Regions from separate parts of the Anas platyrhynchos genome. Here region 2 is linked to region 1. Evidence: chromatin contacts called from public Hi-C data. All regions are on one chromosome and are shown on one strand. Each heading gives the region's core, a stretch centred on a gene start, on an enhancer-like site or on the middle of the called end of the contact. The rest is flanking DNA. Distances are from core to core; before and after follow the strand shown.

What was found. Hi-C and Micro-C count contacts between places; a contact is called where the count stands out from the background.
Region 2: a Hi-C map of skeletal muscle shows a contact between it and region 1, with 9 times the contacts expected there. The contact joins the promoter of SNAI1 here to the enhancer-like site in region 1. A contact is called at or near these places in 3 of 8 Hi-C or Micro-C datasets (skeletal muscle, small yellow follicle and subcutaneous adipose tissue).

The regions. Positions count from the first base shown.
Region 1 is chr21:2,912,000-2,916,383 of IASCAAS_PekinDuck_T2T, forward strand. It overlaps LOC119713345 (a long non-coding RNA gene), which reads right to left. Exons shown (of 3, transcript XR_005260512.2): 3 at 2,518-4,384. UBE2V1 (ubiquitin conjugating enzyme E2 V1) reads left to right here. Exons shown (of 3, transcript XM_027473030.3): 3 at 1-1,343. Among named protein-coding and RNA genes, the nearest start is that of UBE2V1, 16 kb to the left of the region's middle. Within about 2 kb of position 2,887, at least 4 of the 8 cell types and tissues checked have an H3K27ac peak or open chromatin away from gene starts, as enhancers often do.
Region 2 is chr21:2,966,602-2,971,400 of IASCAAS_PekinDuck_T2T, forward strand. SNAI1 (snail family transcriptional repressor 1) reads right to left here and starts at 2,522. Exons shown (of 3, transcript XM_027472944.3): 1 at 2,364-2,522; 2 at 1,263-1,772; 3 at 1-161. The coding sequence starts at 2,442.

The DNA.
Region 1 (4,384 bases), core at 1,637-4,136:
CTGTGAAAGCATACCTCCCACAATCACCTTGCTGTGTGTCTGGCCTGTTTTTTTTTTTTTTTTCTTTTTTCTTTTTCTGTCTTTTGCAATAGAGTCGAAGCTCAGGGCTGTTTATTAGAGTAGACACAAAGGTTTTTGCTTCCAGTACTACACTGGGCTTTACGGACTACTAATGGGGATGTGTGCTAACCTCAGTCATCCCTCCCTTTGTGCTATCTCTAGTAAAGGCTGAATGTGACTGTGGTCATTTTTGTTTTTGTATTTTTTTAAATGCCCTGATAATCTGGGGCAAGCTTTCCTCCTTCCCTTTGGCCAAGGCATAGATTGTATTTCTCTTCCTGGTCCCCCTCATCAGTAACGTGGGCATTTGGTGAGGGATTCAGGGTTCTTTTAATCTCTTCCCTCTTCCCCTCTTTTTAGTGGGGGTGCTGCTTTCTTTTTGCCCCTTTTTGTGACTCTTCTCACCCCTGGACAGCAGGGGTAAGCGTTGGGGCAATAACTTGACCTGTTCCCTCCTGCTTATTGTTCTGGTTTTGCAACAAATTTAGTCTTCACCAGCCTGGGAAACAAGAGTATCTGTTCTGCTCACAGACTGGGATTTTCCCTGCCCCTCTGGCACTGCTGCCACACCACCAAGCTGGCCACGGCTGATGTTAATAGATAGGCTTTTGGTGAAAAGAGCAGTCATTTACCAGGATTGCCGAAATCTTCTGCTGCCAAAGTTTAATGGGGAAACTGCACGTCCAGAATAAACACACACTCCAACTCAAATAGTTGTATTTTGGTGCTTTGGATTGACCTGAGAATGTTAATTAACTAAAACACAGCACTTATGTTCGGCCTTTTTAAAGATCTGACAGACAAATCAAGTCAGTGTAGACTTCAGTAGGATTCTGTTAAGTGTTGGAGGTGAAAACCCCTCTGTGAAGATTCTGGGGAAGTGGTGCGTACAGCAGATTAAGGACCTTTGTTGGCTTTGCATCCTGGCAAATCACTGCCTTTTCTGTTTTACTGTTTTGGACCACTAACTGCTGCAATGTGGATGCAGGCTTACATACCAACAACCTAGTGTGTCCGAAGTTTTATGAAAAAATCTAGTGTTTGTGTAAAAAAAAAAAAAAAAAAAAAAAAGAAAAAAAAATAAACACATTTGAAAGCAGCAGCTCTCAAGTCAATGAACAATTGATGTTTCCATTAACTCTTTTGAGGAAAATATTAGTTGTAAGGATTTAACATCCTCTGTAATTAAAGTTTAACATAACAGTATTCCATAAGCAGCCTTTTTATTGTATCAGACCATTGCCTGATTTTAATATAATAAAAAGTGTGCATTAATATTAGAAGGCTTTAATTGTATTTATGTTTAGAACTTTTATCCCTTATGGAATTTTGGGTTTGTTGGAAGTACCTTCCTACAGATCCCACGTAGATAACAGTATGTAAACTGGTGGTGAAAGGCAATTGTCTTTATCTAGCTGCTGCTTTTGTGCCAAGGAGAACCTTTTATTTGTAGTCAAAACCTCAGACAGACTTGCATAGACTTGGCAGTTGGTAACGTTATGTGACGAAAAGGAACCACAGGAACGACTTTCTAGCCGTGTGCTATCTGAAGGTGCTCTGCTACTGCGCTGACCTTTGTGTGCTGTAGTCCTGAGGAAATCAAATCCACGTACAGTTGCATGCTACACTGTCCATCAAGTTAAAGAAGAACTTCACAACCTGAAATTTTACCTGGTTTTCCTCAAATAGTGAACTGTAAAAAGCAGACCTCCTCTGTAAATCTCGATTAAAAACAGGACTGCAGAATTTTGCCCTTTTTGGGTGTCTCCACTAAAGAAGATTGCCAGAAGGTACTGGTTGTGCGTTCATTTCGATGTGGTGAAACCTGCCTCTTCCTGGGTGTAGGAGTGACGAGGGAACGAGCTGTGTATGTGAAACTTGCTGCTGTTTGCTAGTCTGGAATACTAACCAGTCATGGGGTAGCTCAGAGGGTGTCTGTGAAGACAATGCGACTAATATTTGTCAGCATCCTGTGCGTGTGTTTCTTTGAAACAGCTTGGTATTGAGAGATGTTAAATGGCAACTGCAACAATGCTCGACAATTATGGTGTGGTTACCGGGTGTCGCTGTTGTAAGAACACCCCTGTCCTGTTCAGGAGGGCGTGGTTGGTACGTGTTGGGTGCTTCCCCAGCCTTCACACTTCAAGCAATGGTTCTAAAGCCTTTGAAACCATCTGATCTGCTTTGCAGGCTGCAAGTTTGACCTGAACCATGCTTCTCTGGGATCTGTGCTAGCAAGAGTCCTGTGTTAACACAATTTGTCATACAAACTTCAGCTGTACTTTTTTTTTTAAAGAAAAAAGGTGTACCTTTTCTTACCTAGGAACTTCACTCTGAACACACCGGTACTCCAGTGCACTGATATTCCACTCTGAGTAGGGATGGTTTGGGAAAAAAACACACTAAGAGTCAGCTGCCAGTGAGTCCACGTGTTGTAGCTTTGTCAGTGTGTGTGCATCGTGGAAGGGATCAGTCATCCCACAGGCACTGTGGGTTTCTGGGTGCTGGGTCACACTTCAGAAATGAAGTCGGGGAATGACCTCACCTCTTCTCTGTATTTATTCTACCTCTGGCAGTATAAAGGCACGGCACTTGAGAGTTGATCCTTGCTCACCGTTGGTTTATGTCCTGAACTGGTGTGTCTGAAGGGAAAGATACGAAGAGGTAATAAGTGCGTTGGCCATAAAATAGATGCTGTTCCCTGGAGCCGGTACTGCTGGAAGTGACTGAAGCGTTGCTCAGGGAAGAGGCTGTGGTTTGAGCAGGACCTTGCCCTCTGCCTGCTCCTGCTGCTGCCTCGGGGGTTTGCGCAAGGCGTCGTGGTTGCAAATGCCCCGGACACATCCATAAAACCTCACCCGCAGTGCCGGCGGTGGTCGCGGAGCGTGTTCGACTCAGCTGCTGGCGTGGGGACGGCAGAGGGAGCTAGCAGGCTTTGCAACGCTTTGGTCCAAGCAAAGTGCAAGGGCTGCTTCACTTCGATGTTAACTCCTCTTGTGGGAACCGCTTTTCATACTTCTCCTGAATCATTTTCAGTTTTAAAAACCTGTTTAACACGGCTTTCTCACTGCAGAGGCATTAAGGGGAGACCAGCAGTGCAGTGAGGTTTTACTTCTTAATAAACACTGCCTGTTCCTTGCTTCTTGCTTTGCTGTAATTAAACTCCATGTGTTTTTGGGGAGCATGTGCTTAAATATGCCTTTTCTGAACTCTTAACTCAGTGCTTTGGACTTAATGATGATGAAAGAAACTTAAAGTTTTAGATTAACAACTTTTAAGCCAAAAAGTGTCAACAGCTGCTCTGTGCGATGCCAGTGCTGTCGGAGTTTCAGCCTGGATTCATACAGGGACAAACAGCAGCACGGCAGGAGCAGCAGGCAGTGCATGCAGAGCTGAATGCAGTTGTGCCCCTAATTCTTGGGCAAACAGCCCAACCAAACAACAGAGCAGCCCAAATGTTTTATCTTAGCTGTGCTTGAGAGCTGCGATACCAGAGCTCCCTCTGGAAGTACCAGGCAGATGCAGCGTCAAGTTCTGCCAATTTTAGCAAGGGAAACAGAAGCCAGAGACTTTTTCAAGAGTCCTTGACAGTGTAAGAAGCGATGAGATGTGCGCTCACTCCCTTTCCAAATATCAGTCTTTGTAGTGTCTTGCTTAGAGTTGTAGGTGCTGCTTGCGGCTTACCTTGCTGTTTGCAGTAATTGGCCGTTAGGCGTCTGAGGTTAGCTTAGCCTCAACCTGGCAGCGTTTCCTGCACCAAGGAACAGCACAGGGAATTCAGTATTTTTTTTAAGCTGGCATTTGCTTGCTCTGAAACAAGGGAGTTCCAGTTCTGCACGTACCTGTAAATATGTGCCTACTTCAAGCTCTACCTACCTCAAGCTCAAAGACGGTGAAGAAATCTGATGATATTCTTAATATCTTTTTTTTTTTTCAACTTAATAATTTAAATTTAAGTTTTCTCTGGTGGCTCAGAGTTTTCCTAAGTCGGTGGAAATTGCCATCTTGCATTAATCCTTGGCTCAGATGCTATCCAAAAGCCCGTTAACTTTGCTGTTGACTAAGAGTCAGGTCCCTTAACAGCTTCTCGTTTTCTCCGGTCCTGCTGCAGCAGATTGCTGGGGAAGGTGCTTAACTTTCAAGCCTGTGAAGGGCCCAAGTGAAGTCAAATAGGAGTTAGGCACACGCTTAAGTGCTTTGCTGGAGCAGAGCCAGGATGCTCAGCCCCTGCTAGGAAAGAGACGTTTTTAGCTTTTATTGAGTGTCTTCTCCCTATCCATCCCTTCTGGGTGCTGTGTGCCCTCTGTTTGTGCCCTTACATTTT
Region 2 (4,799 bases), core at 1,272-3,771, 54 kb after region 1:
CGTTTCCTCGTGCTTGTGGAGCAGTGACATACGGGAGAAAGTCCGGGAGCAGGTTTTGCACTGGTACTTCTTTACATCTGAATGGGTCTGCAGGTGGGCGCGCAGATTAGAGCGGTCAGCGAAGGCCCGGTTGCAGTGTGTACAGGAAAAGGGCTTTTCACCTGTGAGACAAAGAGAAACGTTCCCAATTAACCAGTGCATCAACACACAGAGAATATCAAAGACCAGGGCATTCATTAGCCAAAGTTTGTGGGGAGCAGCGTGAAAAGGAATGCAGGCTGTTAGTATTCGGCCCAGGAGCCAGCGCTGCACAGCCTGCATTCACTCAGAGGAAAAGCCTCAGAGTCGGGAATTTCCTACTCAGAGAAAAAACTCTGGTCGGAACCCCACAAAAACGGTGCCAGTAACATCTGCGAGTGGCAAGGCAGCTCGGCTTACAAATGCAGCCACGACATTGAGCTGCGGCCCAAGCTAAGGGAGCCGTCTGCGGAGCGGCAGGGAGGCGAAGCTCTGTTAATTATATCATAGCGGCTGAAAGCTGCCGGCTCCAGGGTGAGTGCAGCTATTTCCTCTGCGCCCGCGCTCCCCCTTCTCCTTCCCGGCTCGCATTGAAAAGCCCGGCCGGGGTGAATTCCCCTCAAAGGCTCTTTCGGAAGAAACAAACGCGTATGCTCAATTTGGAAAGCACAATCGAGCCTTCCCGGCTTCCTTCAGCCGTCATCTTTAGTACGCTGAGAGGGTGTGAAATCAGTGCCAAGCGACAATTAAACTGTCCCGGTAGCACCACAAAGGATGCTCGGGAGATGCATTGTAGGCGCGGGGCGGGCTGCAGCTGCGGCCCCGCACAACAGGTGCAGGGGGCAGCCACCAGCACCTGCCCCACGCACATCCCAAACCTCCCGGTGCCCCGGGGAGCACATGGAGCCCACGGAGGTGGGCTGGGTGCTCAGGCAGAGATGCTTCTAGCACAGCGTGAGGCACCCCAGTGGCACGTCACAGCCCTGGTTCGTGAAATTCATGGCGAGCACGTGCCGGCAGCTCAGGGCTGGCTGGTGCGGCATGGATTTATGGGCTGAGCCTTGACCCCACACTCGGTTCCAGACAGGAGGATATTTAAAGGACGTTTTAGAGATGTGCTGAGGGGGTTTGGGAAGCCCTTATCTTCCAAGATAATACCCCAACTGCTGATTTGCTTCGGGCTGCAGAGCGGGGAAGCCACGGGCAATAGGGGAAGGAGGGAGAGGGGCGAGAGCCAACATTACCGGTGTGCGTCCGGATGTGGCCCTGCAGCAGCCAGGGCCGGGAGAAGGCCTTGCCGCACATCTTGCAGACGCAGGGCAGCGTGTGGCTCCGGATGTGCATCTTGAGAGCCCCCAGGCTCACATACTCCTTCTCGCAGTACTTGCAGCTGAAGGATTTCCTGGTCTGGGCATCGCAGTGCAATTGTTTGTGCTTGGAGAGCCCGGCGAAGGTGGAGTAGGCCTTGGCGCACTGGGCGCAGCGGAATCGCTCAGCGGTGGCGGGGGCTGAGGTCGGGCTGGGAGGCCCCGAGCTCTTGCCCTCGTCCTCCTCGCTGGAGAGCACTGTCAGGTCCAGGGCCGGCGCCGCGCCGCCCGCTGCCTCCGCCTCGGTGCCCGGGCCAGCCGGGAAGAGGCTGGAGAGCAGCCCCGCGTCCCACACCAGCGGCGGGTAGTAGGCACCGGGGCCGAGCACCTCGGGTGGGGGGATGACGGACAGCGGGCACGTCTCGTACAGCAGCGGGGCGGCCAGCACTGTGGGGACAGGCAGCACTCAGCGGGGTGCCCAGCCCCTGAACGGGGCAAGGGGACCCCAACCCACCCCATGGGGGGCTGCGCACCCAGAGGAACTTGGTGCCTGAGCCACACCACGGGGCTGTGCAACCCTTCCGGGGCAGAGGAACCCAACCACATCCCAAGGGAACCTCCATGCCCCAACCGCCCCAAAGCCAGAGGAACCCCAGGGACCCCAACCCACGCAGTGAGGCACACCAGCCTACCCTGGGGAACACAGCCCCACCCCACAGGAGCTCAGCACCCAAAGGCAAGGGAGGTGTCAGAAGGGGCCCCTGCCCACCCCGCATTACGGGGTCCGCACCGAACCCACCCCATGGGGAAAGCCCCCGGGGTCGCGTCCCCGCTCCCCCACCCACCCCACAGGGGGAGTCCCCTGGGGCAAGAAGCACGGGAGACCCCAGACACCAACCCACCCGTGGCAATTAACAAAACTAACCGCCCAGAGGCAGGCAAAAAACCTCCCGGCCGCTCCCCCCCGGGGGACAGAGGCGCCCCCGCGCCGTGCAACAGCCCCAAGCCGTCGGGGGGGGGGCCCGGCACAGCACGCACCGGTCTGGCTCTCCAGCTCGCTGTAGTTCGGCTTCTTGCTGGCTGAGAAGTGCTTCTTCACCAGGAAGGAGCGCGGCATCTTGCAGCCCCCGGTGCCGCCGCCCGCCGCGGGGCCGCCGCGTCCGTTAATATGGGATCGGGGCCGGGGGGCGGTGCGGGACGGGGCCGCCCCCGGCTCCCGGAGCCAATGGGGCGGGCGGGGAGGGAGCCCGGCAGGTGCCGGCCCCAGCCCCGGGGCCGGGCCGGGGGGAGCGGAGGTGCCGCGGGCGCCGGGAGGGGGGACCGGGGGTTGGGGACCGGGACTGGGCATTCGCCGCTGGTGGGGGGCGGTTTGGGGTCCTCCGTGCAAAGCCCAGCCCGGGATCCCCTGGAGATGCTCCCCGGGGAAGCCGGACACCAAACCTCTGCGTCCTGTCCCGTCCCTGCTCTTCCCTTCCCATTCTTTCCCTTATGCCCTTCCCATCTCTTTTTTTTTTTTTTTTTCCTCCTTCCCTTCTTCCCTGCCCTTTCCATCCCATCCCTTTTTCCCTCCCCACTGCCCAACCCCAGCTCTGCCCCCCCGGAGCCCGGCACCTGCTGGGCGCTGTTTGGCCACAACCCGCCCCAAATGCAGAAGTAGAAGCGAGGCTCTTGGGGGCGACACAGCTGCAGCCCCCCCTTCCCCGCCCCATTGCTTGGAGCCGCATCCCTCCCTCCTCTGCTGCCGGACTACCCTTGGCTTCCCGCGGGTGTTTCCCCCTGGGATTTGCCCCCGGGGGACCGGGGCCGCAGCTCCCCCGTGGGTGCGCTGATGGGGCTGGGACCCCCCCGAGGTGTGGGGTTTTCTCTGCGGGACCAGCAAAGCCAGCTCCTGCCTTGGTCCTGCAGGTTGGTGGGTGGAGGGAGGGGAAAAAAAAAGACCAAAAAAAAAAAAAAAAAGGAAAAACACAAAACAAGCTAACAAACACTTTTGCCGGAGGGAAAATCCGGATGCCGGAGAACGAGCAGCAGCCGCCCCTTGTGCCCCCCGGCCGGTGGGGAGGAGGCCCGGTACCGGGGTCCCGGCGGCGCGCACGGGGCTCCCTCTGCTGGCAGCACGGGACCGCCAGAGCCCAAAAAAAGGGGCACAAAATTTTCGTCAGACCGTCAGCACTGCTGGGGCAGGGGGAGATGGCAAAGCAACGCCTAAGATTGAAAAGCCCTGAGCGAGGGAGGCTGATCCTTCCCGTGCCAGGCTCACCAGTGACCACCTTTGTCATGCAGGCAGCAGAACCCAGGACACGCTGTTAGTGCCTGACTACAGGCAGGAGCCTTTACAAGATGCTATTCCCCCAGCACAACGAGCCCCAAGGGATTTAGTGCTGGTATTCCAGATGAAGTGATGCTGATTGTTTCAGGCAATTAATACCGACATCAATTTATTGGCATCTTAAGGCCGGTGTTTGACCAGAGACAGATTCATTAACAAAAAATAGCTCAAATGCATGGCTGTCTCCTTCGGTCCCTTTCCCTGTGTGCTAATTTCACTGGCTCCCTGTGCCAGACACTGGGCATTTCACAGCCCGATTGCATTATCGCCAACAATGGGCCTTTGGGACTCACCACGGCCACAAGATCAGCTGCTGATGAGCTGAAAGCAGTTCCTCTGGCAGAGTACTTGGCTCCTCTGCAGTCACACTTCATGGGATTTAACAGCCCAAACCAGCCTGTTCTGTAAGAAGGCTTTTAAAATTGAGTTCCTGCACACTGATGAGATGAATCAAGGTGAAAAAGCACACGTGCTTCTCACCGGAATGGCTTCTAAAAATCAATCAGCAAATACCACTGAGAGATATCCCTGCGTGTAAACAAGTTTGGGTTGGTTAGGCTGATGAAGTCAGCAGCCAAGACACAAAGCTCCTCAGCAGTTAAGTGGAGATCTACAGCTTGCTTTCCCTGAGTGGTTGTGTGATGCTCAGCACAGCAGAAAAAGCAGCGCTATAAATTCCGCTGCTATCAAGCTAGGAGGTGCCAAAACATTGCTTCTTATTCACACACAAATTTAATCAAAATTAAAGGAGAACTACTGCACATCTTCCAGCCAATCATTTTGTTTTGTACCATGTGAAATAATTCCTGAGTATCAAGTTGAAGCAAATCAAACCCAAGCTGTGCAGCCAGTAACAGCTCTGTCACAGGGCACGATCACTCCGCCTGAGCAACTAGACTGACCTCACCCAGTGGCGCTGCAAGCCAATTCTCACCTCCTTGTCTCCAGCTAAACAGAAGACAACACAAGAATACAAACACCACAACCTGACAGGCAGAGGAGTTAAAGCCATAGGAGTTGGAAAGATTTCCGCTGAAAGTAAAGCCCTCCTGGACAGCCAACCCTTCCCAACTCACCAGGACAATCCAGGGGTTTGTTCCTCTGGTTTACACGAACATTACCCCACCAGACTCCACCTGCAGCGTTCT